3 separate regions of the Sus scrofa genome follow, and regions 1 and 3 are each linked to region 2. The links are chromatin contacts, called in public HiChIP or PLAC-seq maps. All regions are on one chromosome and are shown on one strand. Each heading gives the region's core, a stretch centred on a gene start, on an enhancer-like site or on the middle of the called end of the contact. The rest is flanking DNA. Distances are from core to core; before and after follow the strand shown. Region 1 overlaps NIPAL3 (NIPA-like protein 3). Region 2 has its middle 36 kb from the start of IFNLR1. Region 3 overlaps STPG1 (O(6)-methylguanine-induced apoptosis 2).

Evidence for each region. HiChIP or PLAC-seq counts read pairs in DNA pulled down with a chosen protein or histone mark.
Region 1: an H3K27ac HiChIP or PLAC-seq map of alveolar macrophages shows a contact between it and region 2. The contact joins two enhancer-like sites. A contact is called at or near these places in 1 of 5 promoter capture datasets (fetal skeletal muscle) and 1 of 2 datasets of contacts at active chromatin or transcription factors (alveolar macrophages).
Region 3: an H3K27ac HiChIP or PLAC-seq map of alveolar macrophages shows a contact between it and region 2. The contact joins two enhancer-like sites. A contact is called at or near these places in 1 of 47 Hi-C or Micro-C datasets (liver) and 1 of 2 datasets of contacts at active chromatin or transcription factors (alveolar macrophages).

The regions. Positions count from the first base shown.
Region 1 is chr6:82,116,361-82,119,673 of Sscrofa11.1, reverse strand. The region is part of intron 2 of NIPAL3 (NIPA-like protein 3); the gene reads right to left. Among named protein-coding and RNA genes, the nearest start is that of NIPAL3, 6.5 kb to the right of the region's middle. Within about 2 kb of position 1,978, at least 3 of the 83 cell types and tissues checked have an H3K27ac peak or open chromatin away from gene starts, as enhancers often do. A contact at or near this core is called in alveolar macrophages, where this site is marked.
Region 2 is chr6:81,948,670-81,951,945 of Sscrofa11.1, reverse strand. No RefSeq gene overlaps it. Among named protein-coding and RNA genes, the nearest start is that of IFNLR1, 36 kb to the right of the region's middle. Within about 2 kb of position 1,620, at least 9 of the 83 cell types and tissues checked have an H3K27ac peak or open chromatin away from gene starts, as enhancers often do. A contact at or near this core is called in alveolar macrophages, where this site is marked.
Region 3 is chr6:82,078,336-82,081,671 of Sscrofa11.1, reverse strand. STPG1 (O(6)-methylguanine-induced apoptosis 2) reads left to right here. Exons shown (of 8, transcript XM_021095547.1): 3 at 487-588. Among named protein-coding and RNA genes, the nearest start is that of STPG1, 31 kb to the left of the region's middle. Within about 2 kb of position 1,986, at least 3 of the 83 cell types and tissues checked have an H3K27ac peak or open chromatin away from gene starts, as enhancers often do. A contact at or near this core is called in alveolar macrophages, where this site is marked.

The DNA of each region.
Region 1 (3,313 bases), core at 729-3,228, 170 kb before region 2:
ATTTTCATTTGTATCATCATTAGCAACAGCTCTAAGGACCCTTCCGGCTCCAATGTTCTCTGACCCAAAAAGTGATCTTTCACTAGCTGCAACTCTGAGAGAAAAGAAATCATTCTCAGAAAAGCAGTCAGAGGTCACAGAGGCAGGAAACCTTGCTTGGATGTGGGAAAGCCTGGCTCAGATCTGCTCCACTGTCTGCTTTACATCTACCAACAACTGCCCCCTATTTAAATTCTATGGTGACACAACTGGCATCGCTTGCTACTAAAACTGACTTTCCACAGTCCCTTGGGCTTAAAACGACTAAGAGGTAAGTATAAACTGCATTCTGGCTTGCTTTGAGGGTTACGCATATTCAAATGCAAGGGATGCCACAGGCTGGCTAACAGGCTCAGCTACACCTGTAACCTGGCTTGGCTTCCCTGATGTTTACCTTCCTCATCAGGTGAGGCATAACCTTCTGCATGACTGCCATTTCAACACTTACTAACCAGTGTGGGGAGAGAAGGGGCCCTGCAGGGTGGCACAAGGTAGGCAGCAGGGAGGGGTGGATAAAACCAAGGCCTTTGGCAGTGCACAGACTAGATTCAACTTCCAGTTTTACTACCCATTGACGGTGTGACCTTGGGCAAGTTAATTAACCTCTCTGTGCGTTTCCTCATTTGTAAAATGGGGATAGCATAATACCAACCTTATGGGGCTTTTGCGAGGATTAACACAGTCCCTGTCGCAATAAACACAGCTACTGTTAGCTGCTATGATGATGATGGTGATGATCACAGCAACTGCGAATTGGCTATAAAAGTGTGGATAAAGGACCTATATTTTCCTGCCAGGAAGACTGACAAAGGCTTCATGGAAAAGGGGATATCTGAGCTGGAGCTAGAAGGGTGGGTAGGATTTCCACAGGCCCAAGACAGGGGATGGTGCTGGCAGCTTCGGTTTCCTTATCTGTAAATTCAGGTATCCTCATGACCACCCCATGGGGTGGACTTAATACTGACCTGCAGAGGAAGTGCATTAGGGAAACCAAGTTATCACGCCGCAGTGACAGAGCTGGCAGCAGAAGCCAGGTCTCTCTGATTCCAAAGGCTGTGCTCTTAACAGCTGTATCTCTCTTTTGGAGCCAAATTCTGTCCTGAAGATAGTCACTTGTGGAAATGGCTTCCTCACCTCCCTCCCAGATTTCTTCGGGGAGGTGATATCTCAATTATCATACAGTTCCTGCCCCACCCATCACAGGCAGGTGACACAGCAGGTGCTCAGGTGACATGCCTATTTGCTAAATAGAAGAACTGAGGCCTGACGCTTGCAGGCTGAGGCAAAGCCTTCAGTGTCAGGGATCCGTGGGGATGCTGCCTCCCGGGCAGTTCAACCTGTTGTCTCTCTTTCACAGACCACCCTCCCCCAACAACCAAGATACAAAGTTTTTGTACATTCTGATGCCCAAGTTGTAACATCAGAATCCCTTCCCTGCTGGGTAGGGCAGAAGGCAGGGCTGCAACTCACAGCAAACTGCTTATTTCTTAACAAATGCACCCTGACCAAGCTGGTCTTGGAGCCTCTTAAGGTTTTCCCCAAAGGTAAGAGATGACTTTGGGGCAGCCTGCCCAGCCACAAGCCCATAGTGTGGAGGATGAGAAACCATGCTGTTTTGCAGAGGTTGGTGGGGGGGGACCCCAACCCAGCCACCAGTGATTGGACCAATGCCAACACCTGACCCAAGCTGGGCCAATCATCTGCTCCTTCTTTTTCAGGTGAGGGTAAGAGTTCTAGCACCTTTCAGGCACCACTGCCCATCCCGCCCCTGGGGTCCTGTGGCCTTATGATAATTTTCCCTTCTGCTTCAGCTTCCCTGAAATGGATTTTTATTCCGTGCAACCAGAATAGCCACAACATAGTCAAGGAGGAAGGAGAGAGCTTCCCCATAGAACCCCCTTCCCCTACCCCGAGGCTTCTTTCTGCTCTGGGTAACTTCATTTGTTCCTGTTTGTAACTATGGGACATTTCTGAGTCAAGCAGTGAGTCAAGCCCCTCCTGCATCCTAGCTCTGGGCTAGGCACTTTTTTACAGATCTCCGCATCCCTGGAGGGATAAGGGATGGAAGGAGGTCTTACTACCACCATCCGACCCATAACAGAAGCTCTGAGGGTTAGCCAAGCCCTAGGTCCAAGGTCACTTAGCTAGGTAGCAGCAGAGTAGGGATTTGAGGCCTGGTCTTCTTCCCTTTGTCAGCTTATCACCCTTTGTTCAGCTGCCTGTCTGCCACCTCAATTCTTAAGTTCTTGGTACAGTCAGTCTAACTCATTTATCTTTGCTTTGGGACAAAAATCTTTCTGTAATAAGTAACTGAATGAAATCTGTGATTAACACAGAAACTTATTAGAAACATCATAAGGGAGAGCGTTCTGTATTTTCTTAGATTCTGTGTTTGGCTATTTGGCACCATTCACCACGGGGCCAATTATACCAACTATATGTTCCATTTTCCTGATGCTCTGGCATCTGTGACCTCACTGGTTGGGGAAAGACCGCCTCTCACAGGGCTACCAATTCTTTGTGGGTTTTTTTTTTTTTTTTTTTTTTTTTTTTTTTGCTTTTTAGGGCTGCATCTGTGGCATACAGAGATTCCAGGCTAGGGGTCAAATTGGAGCTACAGCTGCCGGCCTACACCACAGTCACAGCAACATCAGATATGAGCATGTCTGTGACCTACTCCACAGCTCACAGCAATGCCGGATCCTTAACCCACTGAGCAAGGCCAGGGATCAAACTTGCAACCTCATGGTTACCAGTCAGATTTGTTTCTGCTGCACCACAATGGGAAGGGGCTACCCAATTCTTAGAGACAGCAAAGGGGCACGCATTCTGGGCTGTTCACTGCAGCCCTCTATACAGTCACCCCAGATTACAAACAACCTAAACATTCAACGATGGGAGGAAGGTCCAACAAATTTTGATACAGCAGCTCAAGGGATTACTGGGCAACCAAGCAGAAAGCACGCTTGCAATCACTACTCAATGACACGGGGAACTAGTACACAAATGAGGTTAAGTAAAACAACCAAGACACCAAACTTTCTGTACAATCTGATCCCAAATTTGTAAAACCGGAAAAGACTAGGAAGGAAATACACTGAAATATGAACAACTGTATGTTGTAATGGAGCAGGTGATTTTTTAAAAAAATCAAATCTTCTAAGTAGAAATGAATTCCTTTGAAAATATTTCTCTACTTTGGAGTTACCGTTGTGGCTTCGTGGCTTATGAACCCAACTAGTATCCACAAGGATGCGGGTTCCATCCCTGGCCC
Region 2 (3,276 bases), core at 371-2,870:
TCTTGTACCACGTAAGTCTGGAAGTATGTAAACTCTTCAGTGAAAAGATTCTCACCTAAAACAAATTCATCCTGAATCTCAAACGGTTGTAAAATTCTGGTGAGATAGTTTATATCCAGCGCCTAGGTCTGTGCCCTGCATGAGAAGAAGCTCAATGTACAAAATCTAATCCTTTCTTTCTTTCTTTCGTTCTTTCTTTTTAGGGGAGCACCTGCAGCATATGGAAGTTTCCAGGCTAGGGGTCGAACTGGAGCTACAGCTGCTAGTCACGGCAACGCCAGATCCGAGCCACATCTGCAACCTATATACACCACAGCTCACGGCAAGGCTCGATCCTTAACCCACTGAGTGGGGCCAGGGATCAAGCTCACAACCCCGTGGATACTAGCTTCGTTCTTAACCCACTGTGCTACAATAGGAACTCCACAAAAATCTATTTCTAAAAGTGGCTTGGAGTTCCCGTCATGGCGCAGTGGTTAACGAATCCAACGAGGAACCATGAGGTTGCGAGTTCGATCCCTGGCCTTGCTCAGTGGGTTAAGGATCTGGCGTTGCTGTGAGCTGTGGTGTAGCTTGCAGATGCAGCTCAGATCCCGCGTTGCCATGGCTGTGGCGTAGACCGGTGGCTACAGCTCCAATTCGACCCCTAGCCTGGGAACCTCCACATGCCGCGGGAGCAGCCCTAGAAAAAGGCAAAAAGACAAAATAAATAAATAAATAAATAAAATAAGAGTGGCTTGACCTCCCACCCCCTGGGTTCTGGAAGCCACCCCGAGACCCCATCCATTACCTCATCACCTCACTGGCCCCAACTTGGATAAAGAGGAAGCGACTGCTATTACTCTCCCAGCTAGCACTCCATCTGATTCTCACCCCAGAGATAGAATGTAAATGTGGCAACGGGGAACAGGGCTTGTGGTAGACATCCTGAAGCCCCTCCTGGGCCAGGAAGCAGTGTTTCAGGATAAAGGGGAAGCAGGGTCACTGGCTGTGTGCCCCAAAGATGCTATTCCTCCATGGGATGCATCTCCTCCTCCTTGCTTGGGGGTCCCCAACTTGTCTCTGGCTCACATACCACCTCCTCCAGGAAGCCATCCTTACACACCCTTTCCCCAGTCTGAGTTGGGGCCTCCTCCAGCTCCCTCACCCCCTGGTCGCCCCATCACAACACTTGGCACAAGCAGTTGCCACCCCATGTTTGCCTGCTCAACTCTCCACCCGCCCCGCACCTCCTCACCCAGCAGACCGGGAGCTGGGAGGGCAGGAGGGGTGTTTGATTGTCAGTGTCTGGGGCTCAGAGCCCGCCCTCGGTAATCTGCTGCTTCGTAGATGCCTGACTCAGCACAACAATTTATAGGGGAGAGGTTACGAGTCTGGGCCATGGACCCAGACAAACCGAATCCAGTGACAGTTCAGTCTCAGAAGGTGGACACGCGATTTCTTCCTTGGGCTTGGCTATCCTTATGGATAAACGAGGAATAAAAATACTTCCCACAGCGCAGGTTATTGGGAGGGTTAAAAGCACAGGCTCTGGAAGGAATTAGCTCAGAGCTTACTGCACACAGACACCATTGCCCAAATGCCCCCGTGCTTCTGTTTCCTGAGCACCCCACCCGCCCCCGAGACTGGCAGCTGAAACCCTCCACCCCCTCAGGGGCGTGGGGACAAGGAAGGGCGCGGCCTAGAGGGGAACCCGGGAGCCAGGCTTCCTGACCTGGATTCGTGGCTGCTTCTGAGGTGAGGGGTGAGGCTCGCCTCAGCCTGGCGCACCCCTCCTGGGCCTCAAAGCCTGGGGCTCCCTCTCTCCTTGCCAGAGATGTGCCTCTCACACATCCTGTGAAACTCAGGTGGGTGACTCAGAGGCAAGGCGGGCCACCCTGATGGCTGCTCCCAGGGCCAGGCTCCCGGCCAGGCTGAGGCGTGGGCCCTTGGCACACACCCACACCCAGAGGCGACCCCAAAGCCGCCCAGAGCACCCCTCCTGCCCCTCGGAACAGCCAGAGAAGACCACCTCCCCCACCCTTTCTCCTCTTTTCTTTTATCCCCACTTGTCTGGCCTGTTGTTTTCTCACCAGGGTGAAACCTGAGATCTGTCATTAGAAATTACCACCACTGTCTAGCAGCTGATGGCTGGGCTGGGGGCGGCCAGTCACATTTGGCTTTTCATCAATCCCTTCCCCCACTGCCCTCCTGCTGGGACAATGGGCCAGATGTGTTCACACCCACATCCTAGGGGTTGTTTCTGGAAATAGCCTGGGAGAATCTTGCAAGGCAGCAATTCTCAAAAGGCATTGGTGGACTCCCCACTTCGAAGGGGTCCACAAGGTCTAAACTATTTTCGCAGTGGTCTTGAGGCATTGTTTGTCTTTTTCACTCTCATTCTCTGACAAAACTCATTCTCTGGAGTTTCCCAGAAGCTGCATGACAGGTGATATTACCACAGATTGAAGGCAGTTGTGGATATAAGAATCCAGCGATTTTCTATTAAACCAGACATGGAAGAGGTTTGCAGAAATCTAACAGTGGGCCCCCCCACCAAAAAAATAAATAAATAAAAATAAGGAGTTCCTGTCGTGGCTCAGTGGTTAACAAATCCGACTAGGAACCATGAGGTTGCGGGTTCAATCCCTGGCCTTGCTCAGTGGGTTAAGGATCCGGTGTTGCCGTGAGCTGTGGTGTAGATCACAGACGTGGCTCGGATCCCACGTTGCTGTGGCTGTGGTGTAGGCCAGCGGCTACAGCTCCAATTCGACCCCTAGCCTGGGAACCTCCATATGCCGAGGGAGTGGCCCTAGAAAAGGCAAAAAGACCAAAAATAAATAAATTAATTAATTAAATAAATAAATAAAACAGTGCCAATCTTCTCATTAAGTGTTTGATTGATTTAATTTAAATTTTTTTCAACTTAATTTTTATTTTATATTGGAGTATACGTGATTTAAAATGTTGTGCTAGCTTCAGGTGCACAGCAAAGTGATTCAGTTATACATATACATGTATCCATTCTTTTTCAGATTCTTTTTCCATATAGGTTATTACAGAATATTGAGTAGAATTCCCTGTGCTATTTGGTGGATCCTTGTTGATTATTTTTTCTGTGCTAGTGTGTATATGATAATCCCAGACTCTTCATCTACCCCCCCTTTCCCCTTTGGTAACCATTAATAGAACTACCATACGATCCAGCAATCCCACTGCTCGGTATATATCCAGAGAAAACCATGATTTGAAAAGATACATGCCCTCCAATGTCCATTGCAGTGCTATTTACAATAG
Region 3 (3,336 bases), core at 737-3,236, 130 kb before region 2:
GCTGTTTTTGTTTCATTTTGCTTCATAAACAGAAACACTCCCTGATTTCTCTTCTGAAAGGCTGAGGAGGAAGCTGAGTCAGGTGGGGTGTGGTGAACGTGAAATCGGTCACCCTCCCCTGGCCGTGGGCTCGGCACACCCAGTCCACACACGCTGACCTGCACATCCACCTCGCACAGGTCCCATTCCCCGCTCCCTCCTCTGATGGGACGCCGAACCGAGCGCTCTTCCGGAATGCAGTTGGGCATCGAGGAAAGAGCAAGGGGTCTCGGGGGTCCCAGGGCCGGGTTGGAATTCCAGCTGGTTCAGTGAGGTGGTGACTAGGCAGGTCTGGGAATGGTGGGGCCGGGCTGTCATCCGTGTAGTGGCATCCACGCCTGTCCCGGAGGGTTACACCAAGGCTTAGTGTCAATGGATGTAAAGCTGGCAGAAAAGCCCCGTGGAATTGAAAGTATCCTGATGACACTGCGTTCTCTTCCCTTTCAGGACGACATCCCTGGCCCTGGGTTCTACGACGTCATTCACCAGTCCCCTGTGTTCGACAGTGTGTCCTTGTCTAAGAAAGGGACGGGCACCTTTCCCTCTATGGTGAGAACCCCTTCTCGGAGCGAGGGCATTATCTGCGGGATGCTTTCCTTCCTTCGTTGCACAAGCAGGTATTGGCCCTCCGGCCCCTTCTCTCCAAAGGCCTGTGGTTCTATTTAGGAGAGTAACCACCTCCTTAGCGTTCATGCAGGGAAACTGGAGCCCATGCCTTTCAGTAATTTTTTTCCACTGCTACACATTACCAGAGTGGGGAGCGAAGCTAGAAGAACATTCAAAATCCAATTTTGTCTTTAGGGAGCAGACCAGCAAATATCTTCCTGAGTGTTTCAGGCAAACCAGCAAAAAGTTATTATTATACATCTTGCCCTAATAGGATTTTTTACAAGGCTTAGTCTATGTGGGTTATTCATATTATTCAGAAATCGGATGCGACCAGAAAGAATGCAGGCGGCAGGCTGGGAATTTGGTGACATTCCTCTCTTCTTCATTTCTCTTCTTCGTAAGATGGGGGACTTTATCTTTGTGGAAGGCTCAAACCACCAAATAGCTAAACAAAGTGCTGATGTCTCTGACCAGATCTGGGCAAGGATAGTCTGATTGATTGATTGATTGATCTTTTTAAGGCCACACCCGTGGCACATGGAACTTCCCAGGCTAGGGGTCAAATTAGAGCCGTAGCCACCAGCCTACACCCCAGCCACAGCAATGCCAGATCCGAGCCTTGTCTGCAACCTACACTACAGTTCACACCACAGCTCATGGCAACACTGGATCCTTAACCCACTGAGCGAGGCCAGGGCTTGCACCTGTGTCCTCATGGATTCTAGTCAGATTCGTTTCAGCTGAGCCATGACGGGAACTGGGCAAGGATACTCTTTATTTGAACATTTCTCAGTTGGCAAGAAAAATAGATATGACAAGGAGAAAGGGTCAAAGCAGGTAGTGAGAGTAGCTGAGGTAGGAAAGTGAAAAAGAAAGCAAACCCACACTCCAGCATCAACAAGACACCTATGCCGTCTGTCCCTTTAAAAGTTATAATAATCTCTTGCAAAAAATGTATTATGATACCTGACATTGGAATTGATTTAAAAAAAAAAAAACAAAAAACCACACAACACAAAGAGACCATTTAAGACACACTGAATGCAGCCACTTATTGGAATTCAAGCTTGGCAGAATTGAGGACCCAGGGAGCAAACTAACTCTGGAGTTAACTCTTCTTTAGCAAAGACGTTGAGGCTGCACATGCCCCCAGTGAGTTCACAGAACAGCCAAGCCTCTGCCTCTTTCTTCTGCCCCAAACCCTGCAAGCAAAGAGACTCCAGAGCAACCGGGCAAAAGATGTGCCGTCTCACGATGGCCTGGTGCTGGAGACAAGACTTAAACCTAATCCCGACTCAGCTGTGGGTTCTTGATGTGACCTCAAGCACGTCACCCTCAGTGTCCCAATTGCCTCATAGAGCAGAGACGCCCCGGAGGCGCTGGGCAAGTTAACGTTGCAGGGAGTGAAATTCTCTTTGAAACTGCGGAGCATCGTAAACACGTTAGATGTTGTGATTGTTACCGCCTGAGTCACAAACAATACTTCCTGCAACACCTCGAGTTTTCTCCCTGAGAATGTCTTTGCCAAATGGTGGCACAGCCCATTCCTGCCTGGTGCCAAAGAAGGCACTGAATCAGAGCACACCATCAATTTCCCTGCTGGGCTTTACGGGCAGTAACTTTCCAGATGACGCAGCCCGGCCGTCTGGAGGAGAAGGGGCCCCAGGGAAGATCTGCACAGGACAGGATCTCATCAGACCTTTCAGGTCTTTAAAAAACTCAGACCCAACCCCAGAGAAGTCAGATGCAGAGCTGTTCAGGCTTCCTCTCCTGGCTGTGATGGATATGAGGGTTTGTATTTACATGGATAAACACACAAGTGCCTGCATCCTTGGGCAGGGCCCTTAAGTGGTTGGAGGAGCTCTGTCAGGACCTCCCCGCATCTTGCCTAGTTCCTTTCCGAACTGGACACAAATTTCATTCCTCCGCCCCTTCTTTTGGTGACTGTCATGTTCAGTGCCTCCTGGTTCCAGATTCCAAGACTCTGAAGGGATTAAAAGTAGTCCTCCTAAAAAAAAAAAAAAAAAAAAAAAAGTTCCCATCGTGGCTCAGTGGGTTAAGAACCCGACATAGTGTCCATGAGGATGCAGTTTTGATCCCTGCCCTCGCTCAGTGGGTTAAGGATCTGGCATTGCCGCAAGCTGCACTGTAGGTTGCAGATGTGGCTCAGATCCCATGTTGCTATGCTGTGGTCAGGCCTGAAGATGCAGCTCCGATTCCATCCCTCGCCTGGGAACTTCTATGTGCCTCCATAAAAAGCAAACAAATGAAAAGAAAGAAAAAGAAAGAAAAAAGAAATAGAAGCGGTCCTGCTCGTGGAGTTCCCTGGCGGCCTAGTGGTTAAGGATTCGGTCTTATCACTTCTGTGGCACGGGCTTGATCCCTGGCCTGAGAATGTCCATGGCCAGGAAAAAAAAAAAAAAAACAAAAAAACGCAGTCCTTGTCAGAGAAAGGTCTGCCTTATTGACACTGGTATGGTAGAAGGAGTGTGATGCTGGGGTGAGGCCGACCAAAACCCTCTGTGGGTCAATACGTTTTAGAAACTTCCTGATGACTCTTGGAACAATTGCACTCAATCTTTTGAGAGGACCTGTCATCAAAGTCCACATAATCTACTGTATTCCAAAGCTTTGCTCCAGAATTATTCACAGGGCCGACTAGGAAGTCAAACGAGGCAGGCTGGGGAG